4 separate regions of the Mus musculus genome follow, and regions 2, 3 and 4 are each linked to region 1. A link is a contact called in public HiChIP or PLAC-seq and promoter capture Hi-C data. All regions are on one chromosome and are shown on one strand. The core of a region is the stretch at or near the end of the contact, and the rest is flanking DNA. Distances in the headings are between cores, read along the strand shown.

Region 1 (2,882 bases), core at 153-2,652:
GCCAGGTTGGTCAACTCAGCAGTCCCTAGAAGAAGGCTGAGGGGAAAGCCACACCATAGTGGCTGGCCGACAAGTCCCTAAGGGCACTGTCTAATCTCTCTCCTGGAGTGGCATTGTGGGAGTTGGGAGCTGAGGGACAGGGAGAAGGTCAGAGGGAGGGACAGACAGGGCTCTGGATGGGAAACTGATGACTCTTTCTCTCCACAGCTGGCTTGGTTCTGCAGGGGAGGATACCCCCGGCTCACAACAGAATCCTCCCTGTGCCCGTTAGTTTTTCGACACCGAGGACCAAAACAGGAGGTGTGAGTACAAAGAGGTCTTCTTTCTGACTAATTATTTATCATTAGTCCCAGAACCTTTACGATTAACATGTCCATGAGTAGGTGTTTAAGAAACTTTGGCCTGGAGGGGTTGACCAAGAGGGCCAGATGAGGGAGGTCCTAGGAGAGACATCTTTCTCCGGCTTCTGACCTTATATGATGGAAGACATAGTAGGAAGAGAGAAATAACTGAGTTGGCAGATCTGTCCCGGGTCTTCACGAATGGTCACTAAGTTGCTCTTCGCAACAATCCTACCAGATCAGAATGGATTAGTTATCCCATTTGATACATGAAAGTATGGAATAAGGTTAGAGCCATTGGCCAGGTAGGAGAGGTTTGAAGTCAACTGAGAAAAGCCTGTCTCCCTTCAGCATAGTGTCCCAGGAGAAGCCCATTCTCTGCTGTGGACTCTGCAGAGAAGCCACAAGGCTGAGGGCTAACTGCAGTAGGCATGGTTGGGCTCCAAGTCAATGCTCTGTGAGACAACCCCACACCCACAGCACGTGTGTCTACTTCCCATTGATCCATCAGGATTTCTCTCTCCCCACTTTATACACACTATTTTCTAACGCCTACCTAAGTAGAGGCAGGGAAAGGTGGGAGAGTAGGTTGTCAGATCTGTGGCCAGCCTCCCTTGAGCCCAGCAGAGAGACATCTGCTGATGATGGTGGACAGACCCAACACTAGCTTTTGGCAGAGGCTGGGCGACCAGAACTCTCGTGCTCTGAGAAGCAGCGGGTATTTGACACCCACCCTGCCATGGTGCCACTGCGTTATCGTCAAGCCGGCCCCACCCCAGGCCAGCAATGACCTGGCTCCTCTAGGAGAGGATCCTCGGCCCTCCCCCACTTCTCCTCTTTCTCCTTCTGCTATGCCCCGGGTGTGAGGCCGGGGTGAACGGTTGAGGCTGGGGGTCGGGTGAGGGGCTCGGAGCGGTGTTTTAAGAAGGGGCAGCCCGCAGGCTATTGAGAAAGCAGCCCCCTCCCGGGCCCGCGCTGCTGATGGGTGTTGGAGCCCCACTGCAGCCCCGCCCCCCGGGGCCCTGTCCGGGCGGGTGCGCGGCGCAGAGGGGAGGGCCAGCGGGGCAGGAATGCGCGGCGGGCGGCGCAGGAGGCGAGCGGTGGAACATGTAAGGGCACATCCCGCCAGCAGCCGCCCAGCTCGCAGACGGAGCGCAGGGGAGCGGGCGTGCGGGCGGCGAGGCGCAGGGCACCGGGTAGAGGCTCGGGGAGGTCGAAGCGGCGCGCAGGGTTCCAAGCCGGCGGCGAGAGAGTAGCATCGCACGAGCCTCCCGGTACCCGCTGTCTGCGAGGCGGCCCGGGCCGCAGGCTCGACCGCACAGGGAGCAAGGCCAACCAGCTCCAGGGCGCGAGAAGCCGGCGCTGTAGAGCCGGGACAGCCGGGATCGCCGCAGCCTCCAGAGCTGTGGGAACCTCGGGGTGCCCATGACGGCGGCGGCGACCGTGCTGAAGGAGGGCGTGCTGGAGAAGCGCAGCGGCGGGCTGCTGCAGCTGTGGAAGCGGAAGCGCTGCGTGCTCACCGAGCGCGGGCTGCAGCTCTTCGAGGCCAAGGGCACGGGCGGCCGGCCCAAGGAGCTCAGCTTCGCCCGCATCAAAGCCGTGGAGTGCGTAGAGAGCACCGGGCGCCACATCTACTTCACGCTAGTGACCGAAGGCGGGGGCGAGATCGACTTCCGCTGCCCCCTCGAAGACCCTGGCTGGAACGCTCAGATCACCCTGGGCCTGGTCAAGTTCAAGAATCAACAGGCCATCCAGACTGTGCGGGCCCGGCAGAGTCTTGGGACTGGGACCCTTGTGTCCTAAACCATGAGGCGTATCATTTTATCGACATGCCCCCCCTCTCCCATCTCCGTGCCCAGAAGACATGTCAGGTGAGTCCCAGAGCACTGAATCCTCTCTCTTCTTCCTCCTCTGCTCTCTATAGAAAACCAGGGGCTTTGATTTCTATCCCAAAGCTGGACGATCCCAGAGAAGGTTGTTGGGACCAACAGAGCGTAGATCCGAAGAGAATGTGTTTTTGGAAGCCGGGCCTTTTGCCAAGTGAGCAGAGCAGGCCCTTTCCCTAGGGCACCAGGCAGGAGGGTCCTTAATGTAACCCAAGTGTCGGAGAGGAAGATGGGTGGGAGCACGGAGAGAGAGCACGGGTGGGATAGGCCTCCTCAGAGATTGGTTCACTCACCATAGGACTCCTGCGTTGTATGACTGTCTTCCAGAATGAATGCATGCTGGAGAATGTAAGTGTTGAACTGCGATGACAACTCACTACGGTGTAGTTATCGAAGGAGTTATAAGGGCTTGCGAACAAAACCATGCTGTCTTAGGTCCCTACGTGGGGCCTCAGTGGAAGGCTGGGCTGAGCCAATGGCTTCAAAAACTCATTCTTGATAATGGATCTGGGGCTCCAGGGCTGAGGTGTGGGAGCATAAAGGAGTGTGAGATGTGGAATGTGAGATGTGGCCGGGACATCATTGCAGGGATGATAGGCCTGGCCTATCCATGAGTGCTGGCCAAAGGCATGCTGGGCCAGAGGAGGAGAAGCTA
Region 2 (2,703 bases), core at 150-2,649, 260 kb before region 1:
ATACGAAAACACTGCAACTCATCTGGTACAGACGGCCCCTCGTCTACATTTCTACGTTAAGTGTAGAAAGGTCCTTTCTTCCCAGGGAAGAGCCCCGGGCACTCATTATGTGTAAAATCCCCACAGCCGCAAGTCCTTGTACAGCAAATTACACAGAAAGGTGCCAGCGAACCTCAGTGCCTGCAGCTCAGAATCCTAGAACCCACAGGGGTTTCTCCCACCTTCCCAACTCAGCTCCTCAGGCCCAGATCCACAGCGCACTGTATCCACCACCGTCAGCTTTAAAAATGGGACAGGGTTTTAATGATGCAAGACAATATGAAAACAATAGCTTTCTAGAACTTTTAAAATCTCTAAACTTTAAGATTTTTTTTTATCGCTCCCTGCCCCCATCAAGTTTTCTCAGTAATTTGCCTTTTTCAGCATTTCTGTGGATCCCATAATAGTTCTGATAAGAAGTGACTTTCTTTGTATTTAATAATTAAATTATACATGGGGGCATGAACAGACTTGGAAATGCACCCACATCTTGGGAAGGAGTCATCGTGATGGTAGGAGCAGAGGTGCGGGCACACCAGAGCAGCCGCTCCGCAGCTCCTGATTCCGATGCAGATGCTCTCAGCTAGAGTAGACAGAGGAGCAAGTGGGTGCATGCAGGGGACTCTGCTGCATCCAACGCTCAAGCCATTTCTTCTTTTCCTCCTCTTTATTAAAAAACCAAAACAAACAAACAAACAAAAACAAAAGACCCAAAACTTTACTTTTAACTTTTTTTTTTTTTTTTGGAGATGGTCTTATATAGCTTAGGCTGGGCTTGAACTCCCGATCCTTCTGCCCCCACCTCCTATGTGCTAGGATTACAGGGGTATGCTATCTGCCTGGACATGCAGAAAACCATTTCAGGAAGACAAGAGTGACATCCATGGCTTCAAATTCCACCCTCTATTGCTTTCAATATATTTCCCCCGCCTCGCCTCTGAATTTCCCTGCTAAATGTAAAGGTCAGACAGAGGTGTGGGTAAGGGAGGCTGACAGAAATAAATATTCTGATTATCCTTGAATCTCTGGACTGAGATCGTGACCAGTGTTATTGTATTTGGATGTATTGTTTTACTGGCAGAAGTGTTCAGAGTTAGAATGAGCTAGCCTGCATTTATAAAAACAAAGACGGAGTGAAGCCAAGGCTTGCCAAGAGCAGATTGGTATTTGAAACCCAGACACCAAGTCGAGAACTTCTTTTGGGATGTTCCTACGGGCTCACGGCTTCTCTAGACCAGCAACACTTTCCCCGGAGACTGGACCCTCGGGGGAATCCGAGCTACTTCTATAATGATTAGCTCTGTGCCGGTTCCCAGAATTAGTGCCTCAGAACCTGAGAGCTCCCATGTGCATGACTAAGCAATGATCCCCTCCCTCCTGCAGAGGCTCATGGGAAGTTTCTCAAGCAGAAGACTTGGTCTTTTCTCTGCCCTGGGGTTTCGAGGTCAGGGGTGGAGTCTGATGGAAGCTTCTAGGTTCTCTGGTGTGACAACTGAAGGTAGGAACAGAAGCCATCAAGCCACAGGCAAGCTGATATTTTGCCTGGGTTTCCCTAAAAGGACCTCAGAATAAAAAAAAAAAACCCACCTGGGCTCTAATGGCAAACACAAAGATCATGTATATAGATTGAAAGCAATTTCTATAAATAATGGGGGAGGGCAGGTGTAATTACTGTACCTCCTCCATATTTAATTTCTAAGAGTGGAAGAGGAGGATTCTTAATGATGACACGAGGAAAATTAATGAATTAACACGCCGCTCATGCTAGCTCAAAGTTTTACAATGCATCCTGATTGCTGAGAGCTGGGCCATGGTGGGCTACACTCACCACGGGAACTGCAAGCATAATAACCTAGAATTCATGAGAGGTATCTACGAGACAGGGAATCTTTTCCACGTAGGAGCAAGGGGCGAGGGAGCAAGGTCTAGGATGTGTATCCGGGGAACACTGCTGCCATCTAGGTCACTGAGCCTGGCAAAAGAGCTCAGAAACCCAGGATGCCCGAGAGTAAATCCCAAATATGTGTTTGCCTTAAGGACCCACTGGTAAAATACTCTCATTGTACGCTAGGGATTGAGCCCAGGGCCCTTCGTGTTAGGTAAGGGCTGACCTCTGAGTGATAACTCCAAACCTTCGGTTTTAAAGCTGTTAAAACCCTACTTTTAAAAAGTAGGCATACAGTGGGCAGATCGCCAGGATCAAAACCTGACCATCTAGTACAGTATCAGACAAGAATTTAAGCTGGGCGGTGGTGGCTCACGCCTTTAATCCCAGCACTTGAGAGGCAGAGGCAGGCGGATTTCTGAGTTCAAGGCCAGCCTGGTCTACAGAGTGAGTTCCAGGACAGCCAAGGCTATACAGAGAAACCCTATCTCGAAAAACTAAAAAAAAAAAAAAAAAAAAAAAAAAGAAGAAGAAAGAAAGAAAGGAAGAGAAGAGAAGAGAAGAGAAGAGAAGAGAAGAGAAGAGAAAAGAAAAGAAAAGAAAAGAAAAGAAAAGAAAAGAAAAGAAAAGAAAAGAAAAGAAAAGAAAAGAAAAGAAAAGAAAAGAGAAGAACTTAAAATAACATGGGGGAAATGTTCCAAGCCTGAAAAGTCACTTTCTTACACAGAAAGCCTGTGTTTATAGGAGCATAGAGCTCTGGGCGCACTGCCAGAGTGTCA
Region 3 (2,830 bases), core at 313-2,812, 280 kb before region 1:
AAAACTTCTTGTAGGTAAAAATAATTCAACATTAAGTGTTTATGTTTCTGTCTGGACTTTACATAAGCACTCATTTACTTTAAAAAGTCTAGCAGTGTGTAATAAACTCTTGTTAGGAAGAGACAAAGTTATGAAATCTCAAGCAAATGACACAAAGAACTATTTGTCTCAGGCTAAGCCTAAGTCAATGCATCTAAACAAGGGAACATGTTTAGGACTCGAATTAATTCAACCAACCTAGGATTGCAAAGAGATCGCACTATTCATTTGTCTTCTGTTCGTTCTTCAGGGAGGTGAGATTCCATGCTTTCCCCGGGTGACTCAGAGTCACGGGGATATGGGTGGCTCCAGCAAACAGACTCCCTTGTTCACTGCCCCTCAGCTTCCCTCCCATTTTGGTTTATTTTGGCTCCAGGTTTAAGAGTGCACAATCCATCATGGAGCCTGGGTCCTGTCCATGGTGATGGGAGTTGGCTGCACAGCTTGTTGAATTGTTTTAAATTTTCCTCTTTTTAAAAGCAGCGTGGTGATCTAGATCTGTGCTGACCCTGTTGTCACAGAGTACCTGGAATGTGGCAAGCTCAAAGACTTATTAGTAGGAAGAAAAAAAATGGAAAAAAATTTTATTAATAATTTTATATAAATTCTATTTTAAAACAATATTTTTGATGTATTCGTTTTAAAAGAACATAGCTAACTTCTTTTTTTTTTTTTTTTTTTTTAAAGATTTATTTATTTATTATATGTAAGTACACTGTAGCTGTCTTCAGACACTCCAGAAGAGGGAGTCAGATCTTGTTACGGATGGTTGTGAGCCACCATGTGGTTGCTGGGATTTGAACTCTGGACCTTCGGAAGAGCAGTCGGGTGCTCTAACCCACTGAGCCATCTCACCAGCCCGAACATAGCTAACTTCTGCTTTACTTTTAAAAAACTGTTTTTACTAGAAAGTTTAAAGTTACACACGGGGCTTGCATTTCATTTGTCCTGGAAAGCTCTGTCCTACATAAGAAGCTGTAGGTCACTGCTCTAGGTGTCAGCTTAGAGGAACTGAAATTCATTAACGGCTGTAGCAGTCATGACCTGAGAAGGCTACAGTGTGTGACTGAACTGCATCTGTCCTTCTCACTGACACCGAACGTGGAAGAACTGTTAGGGTACACGCTGGGTTTGTAGCCATGGTCTTCAGAAAATATTTAGGAGGTGAAAAAGGTCAGAGTGTTTTCCAAAAAAGACAACAGGGCTGTAAGTGGCAGCACCTGCTGGTTATCCCAGCGCTCTGACGGTTTAGGCAGGAAGATGGCAAGTCATGTTAATGAGAGAGGCTTGGTCTAAAAGAAAAAGGGAGGCAGGCAGGGACAAGCTGGAGAGAGACATAGCGGCGGTGGAAGAATTAGAACAAAATTGGGCAACTGTGCGGTGCTTAGCTTTGAAAGTATACCAAGACCATCTTTTGCTATCCTTAAAGTCAGTTATCTTCTCACCCCTGTGTGGACTCGGACAACTCCTGGAGCGAGGGGGAGTAGAATGTCTGCTCCGTTACATGTCTGTGGTTTGGCAGGGCCAGAGGCAAGCCAGGCAAATCCAGCCAACAAGGCCAGACAATGGGAGGGAAGGATGGGTTCGGCCCCTGAGTAAGAGGAGGCAGCTGGTCAGAAGGGTGCCAGTACCTGGTTGTTTTAAACTGGGAGTTATGTCAAGTTTTCAGCAAAGGTAAAGATCACCAGGAAGAAACTCTGAAGAACGGGGATTACACAGGAGAACTCGACTTCAAGACAGATTAGCAGTAAGTGCACACTACTCCAATCGAGAAAACTAATAGTGTTAGTAATTAAAAGCACTTTCTGATTTAATGACGTTCTCTCTGCTGAGACAAAATACTTTGGCCAGAGCAATGTAAGGGAGAAAGGTTTATTTTGCTTCAGAGTTCCGGGAATGGGTGGGACACGGTCCATCGCGAGGAAACCGCCTAGCTGGCTGCATCCAGCCACAACTGTATCCTTCTCACTCGGGAAGCAGAGAAAGAACAGAGAGTGGGGCCAGGCCATACTACCTCACCAACCATCTTTAGTGATCCTCTTCCTCCAGTGAGGCTCCCTCTTAAAGGTTCTGCCACCCTGCAAACAGCACCACAGCTGGGACATTTCCCCTTCAACCCCTAACAGGTGCTGAAGTTCAGTCTGAGTAACAGAACTGTCTGACTAATCGTCCCAGCTCCCAGATGCTGAGCCTTAACTCACAACAGTGAATTAGGGGTCCCTGAAGTCAGAATTAAGTCCTATTGATCTGTCACTGGCCATTAAATAAAGAAGCAAAGAAAGAAGTTACCGTAGCCAAGGAGCCCACCACTTGAGGGTTATCCGTTGCCACATTTAGAAACAAATTCTGACCTAGACTCAACTTGGGAAAAATCAAAGGTTAGTTTTGCAGAATTGGGAAATATTTCTGAGAGCAAACCTAGCTGAAGGGGAAGTCAAGACAAGTATCCCCCATCTCCCATGTCCTGCTTCCCCCATCCCCCATGTCCTACCCTCCCTTGGTCATTCTTTTCAGCTCTGGAATCGCAGGTTTCCATCACTACCCTTTTCTCGAGTCACTCAGCCATAATTTCTAAAGTGTCTGCCAGGGTCCCCTAAGGCATTTAGAAAGGGAGTTGGTGTAAATAAACACAGAACTAGCACACCATAGCACACCACCGGAGTACAACGCCACTCTGACGCATACCAGGGCACGTCTGCTGCTCTTTTTGATGATGTAACAGAAAATCGAGAAAACATCTGCCTGCCTGGTCCCAACTCTTGTCAACTTCGTCAACTCTTCCTTACTCTGG
Region 4 (2,866 bases), core at 33-2,532, 280 kb after region 1:
ATAGAGGAGAAAGCCAAGAGGGTTTGAGACCCATATGTCCTCCTGGACCCATGTGACCTGGGACAGGGAAGGGGAAGGTGACAACAGTCTGCGGGGCAGGAAGCTTTGAAATAGCTAACCCCCAGGGCTTTGTAATCAGGGTTATCTTTCATTCACCAGAGAGGGGCTTGGGCTAACTTGAGATAGTTGCTCCAACTCCTCCTGCTAGTTCGATTAGCTCCGTTAAACAATGGTATTACAGTTAAATGTGTCTCTGTATGGATATGTGCAGGTGGACACAGTGCTCTTGGAAGCAAAGGGACTCTGATCCTCTATAGTGAGTGTTACAGGCAGTTGTGAGCTCCTGGCTGCTGGAAACCCAGTCCTCTGTAAAAAGCAGTACCTGCTTTTAATCACAAAGCCATCTCTCTAAACCCCCTGTCCCAGTAGACTGTCTCAAGTTTTAGTTGTCAGGCCCTGGAAGGTAGCCTTGAGGAGATGATCTGAATTCTCAGAGGAAATGATATTAATGGCTGCCGTTATCTGCCAGGCCAAGTACCGGGTGCTTTGGAATGTGTTTGTACTCTTTTGGTTCTCATCTTAGGAACTATAAAGGATGTTTTCTGTCTCTCCAAATATGGAATTCTGACTCTAAGATGTATGTCACTTGACTATTGAGGAGTGAACCCTAGATTTGAGCTCAGACCAACAGTTCTCCAAATCCCCGCCCTCTTTCCTCTTGATTGTTTCTGGAGATAGGAGTACCACAAAGGCCTTTCCTTAGTGATATGTTCACTTTTCTCTACTTTTAGCAAAGTTCTGGGAACTCTTCTGCTGAGCTGACGGGCTCTCCGCCTCTGCCCACATCCCCCGCAGATCCGGGATCCTGCAAAAAGATCCAGTGAGGAACAAGAATTGGGCGCTGGGGGAATCTGGTCATGGAGGCTCGCAGCTAGAGCCAGGGGCAGTGCTGGCGGCCTTGGACTGCAGGAAGAGGCAAGACTCTCAGTCCAGGAGGACCAGGCAGGGAAGAGGGAGAAAGTGCTCAGATTGCTCAACACATGTCACCGCAGGCGCGACCACAGCAGATACCTGCTGTGCCTCTGCTAGCTGCTGCACTTGTCCAGAGCTATGACTCACATTAAGGAGTCCAAGCCAACCCAAAAAGGCAAAATGAAGCCTTAGCAACTCGCAGCACCCCAGAGTGCTAGCAATGTGACTTGTCCCCTTTGTCAGGACCACACAGAGCCCGTGCAGAGGCCTTTCAGAGGGCCTCACTCTGGGTCCAGCTCCACGAGGCACAATGAACAGTAACTTCTGCCGAGCTCTGGTGGACCGTGGGCCCCCGGGGGGCATGCAGCTAGGTGTCGTGGCCCCTGCTGGACAGACGCCGCTGGCAGCCACCGAACCCTTGAGCAACGTACCCTTTCTATTGTACCCCGGCCACTCCGAGCCGCCTTACTACGACGCCTACACTGGGGTGTTCCCCTACGTGCCCTTTCCCGGCGCCTTCGGGGTTTACGACTACCCGTTCGAGCCTGCCTTCATCCAGAAGCGCAACGAGCGAGAGCGGCAGCGCGTCAAGTGCGTGAATGAGGGCTACGCGCGCCTCCGCGGCCACCTCCCCGGCGCCCTGACTGAGAAGCGGCTCAGCAAGGTGGAGACACTGCGCGCCGCCATCCGCTACATCAAGTACCTGCAGGAGCTGTTGAGCGCCACCCCCGACGGCGCGCCACCTCCCGCCACCTCCCCGCCGCCCGCCCACACGGGCCACAGCAACGTGCCGCAGCCCTCTTCCTTGGTGGCCGAGTCCAGTGGATCCCCCTTTTCCTCGTCGCCTTTTTTGGAGTCGGAGGAACCCAGCCTTTGATCTGGCCAGAGGCCTGGACTTGCCCCTCTAGGGAACAGCTTTGGGGGCTTCTGGGTCATCTGTGCGGGACAAAGAACAGTGGTGTTCGAGGTCTGTGATCCCACCTCCACCCACTTGAGCCAGATGTGAGGGCCTGGGGTAGAGATGGCGAGATACGGATCCCAGGAGCTGATGTCTGCGGTGAGGAGCAGAGCCCTGGACAGCTCCTGGACCAGCCTCAGCGAAGCTCTGCTGTCCACCACACCAAGTCCCCTGGAAGTCAGCCACACTTTCTGTTATGCCTGAACCTTCCACAAGATGGCCTCAAATACTAGCGAGGAGCTTGATGGCCTCTAAAGAGCAGGAATTCTGAGGGAGGGACGAGGGAAGTGAAGACAGGCAGCTGCTTGCATTCAGCACCCTGGAGCTGACAGACTTAGGGGAAGTGTGTGTGTGTGTGTGTGTGTGTGTGTGTGTGTGTGTGTGTGTGAGAGAGAGAGAGAGAGAGAGAGAGAGAGAGAGAGAGAGAGAGAGAGAGAGAGAGAGAGGGAGGGAGAGGTCGCTGGTGCCCATTGGCTTCCTTGACAGCGAGTGATCACCTCCCCTCTCCCACCCTTCAGTCTCTTCTGGACTTAACGCCTCCCCCACCCCAAGACTTGTAAGCTTCTAGGGTCCACTGACATTGTGTTTACATCAAGGACTAAATAAAAAGGGATTGTTGAATTTTGTGATTCCTGAATTATTGTCTATGCCCACCCTCCACCTTGCAATGTTTGCTAGCTGGTGCAGTCACCTAACATTTCCAGAGAGATTAGTGTGTATGCTGAGACTGAATATGGGAGAGGCCAGGGTTCTAGGGAGAAAGCACACAGACATTGTCTAGTGAGGGATTGGAGGACCAGGGGCCCTGTGAGAGCAGTGCACATTCAAGGTTGCCTGGAGCCTTTCCCTCTGGTAGGAGAGGGGCTCCATATTTGCCAGAAGAAGGCATTGGGGGCGGCAAGTGTGAGAGGGTCCTGGGCAGATCCTGACAGACAC

Evidence for each region. Promoter capture Hi-C pulls out the DNA fragments that hold promoters and counts their contacts. HiChIP or PLAC-seq counts read pairs in DNA pulled down with a chosen protein or histone mark.
Region 2: a contact with region 1 is called in an H3K4me3 HiChIP or PLAC-seq map of embryonic stem cells, with 13 read pairs. The contact joins the enhancer-like site here to the promoter of Phlda3 in region 1. A contact is called at or near these places in 2 of 39 promoter capture datasets (cranial neural crest and embryonic stem cells), 1 of 484 Hi-C or Micro-C datasets (embryonic stem cells), 3 of 115 datasets of contacts at active chromatin or transcription factors (embryonic midbrain, embryonic stem cells and pancreatic cancer cells) and 2 of 9 other capture datasets (liver and pancreatic islet).
Region 3: a contact with region 1 is called in an H3K4me3 HiChIP or PLAC-seq map of embryonic stem cells, with 11 read pairs. The contact joins the enhancer-like site here to the promoter of Phlda3 in region 1. A contact is called at or near these places in 3 of 39 promoter capture datasets (3T3-L1-derived adipocytes, the HPC-7 cell line and cranial neural crest), 4 of 115 datasets of contacts at active chromatin or transcription factors (embryonic hindbrain, embryonic stem cells and pancreatic cancer cells) and 2 of 9 other capture datasets (adipose tissue and liver).
Region 4: a contact with region 1 is called in a promoter capture Hi-C map of fetal liver, with 7 times the contacts expected there. The contact joins the promoter of Ascl5 here to the promoter of Phlda3 in region 1. A contact is called at or near these places in 4 of 39 promoter capture datasets (cranial neural crest, fetal liver, hematopoietic stem and progenitor cells and 1 more), 1 of 115 datasets of contacts at active chromatin or transcription factors (pancreatic cancer cells) and 1 of 9 other capture datasets (liver).

Annotation. Positions count from the first base shown.
Region 1 is chr1:135,764,683-135,767,564 of GRCm38.p6, forward strand. It overlaps Phlda3 (pleckstrin homology like domain, family A, member 3), which reads left to right and starts at 1,403. Exons shown (of 2, transcript NM_013750.2): 1 at 1,403-2,212. The coding sequence starts at 1,767. The coding sequence ends at 2,144.
Region 2 is chr1:135,500,947-135,503,649 of GRCm38.p6, forward strand. All of the region lies in intron 3 of Nav1 (neuron navigator 1), which reads right to left. Among named protein-coding and RNA genes, the nearest start is that of Gm32940, 9.7 kb to the right of the region's middle. Within about 2 kb of position 1,400, at least 20 of the 459 cell types and tissues checked have an H3K27ac peak or open chromatin away from gene starts, as enhancers often do. A contact at or near this core is called in embryonic stem cells, where this site is marked.
Region 3 is chr1:135,483,794-135,486,623 of GRCm38.p6, forward strand. All of the region lies in intron 3 of Nav1 (neuron navigator 1), which reads right to left. Among named protein-coding and RNA genes, the nearest start is that of Gm32940, 27 kb to the right of the region's middle. Within about 2 kb of position 1,563, at least 20 of the 459 cell types and tissues checked have an H3K27ac peak or open chromatin away from gene starts, as enhancers often do. A contact at or near this core is called in embryonic stem cells, where this site is marked.
Region 4 is chr1:136,049,522-136,052,387 of GRCm38.p6, forward strand. It overlaps Ascl5 (achaete-scute family bHLH transcription factor 5), which reads left to right and starts at 1,283. Exons shown (of 1, transcript NM_001270609.1): 1 at 1,283-1,849. The coding sequence starts at 1,283. The coding sequence ends at 1,849.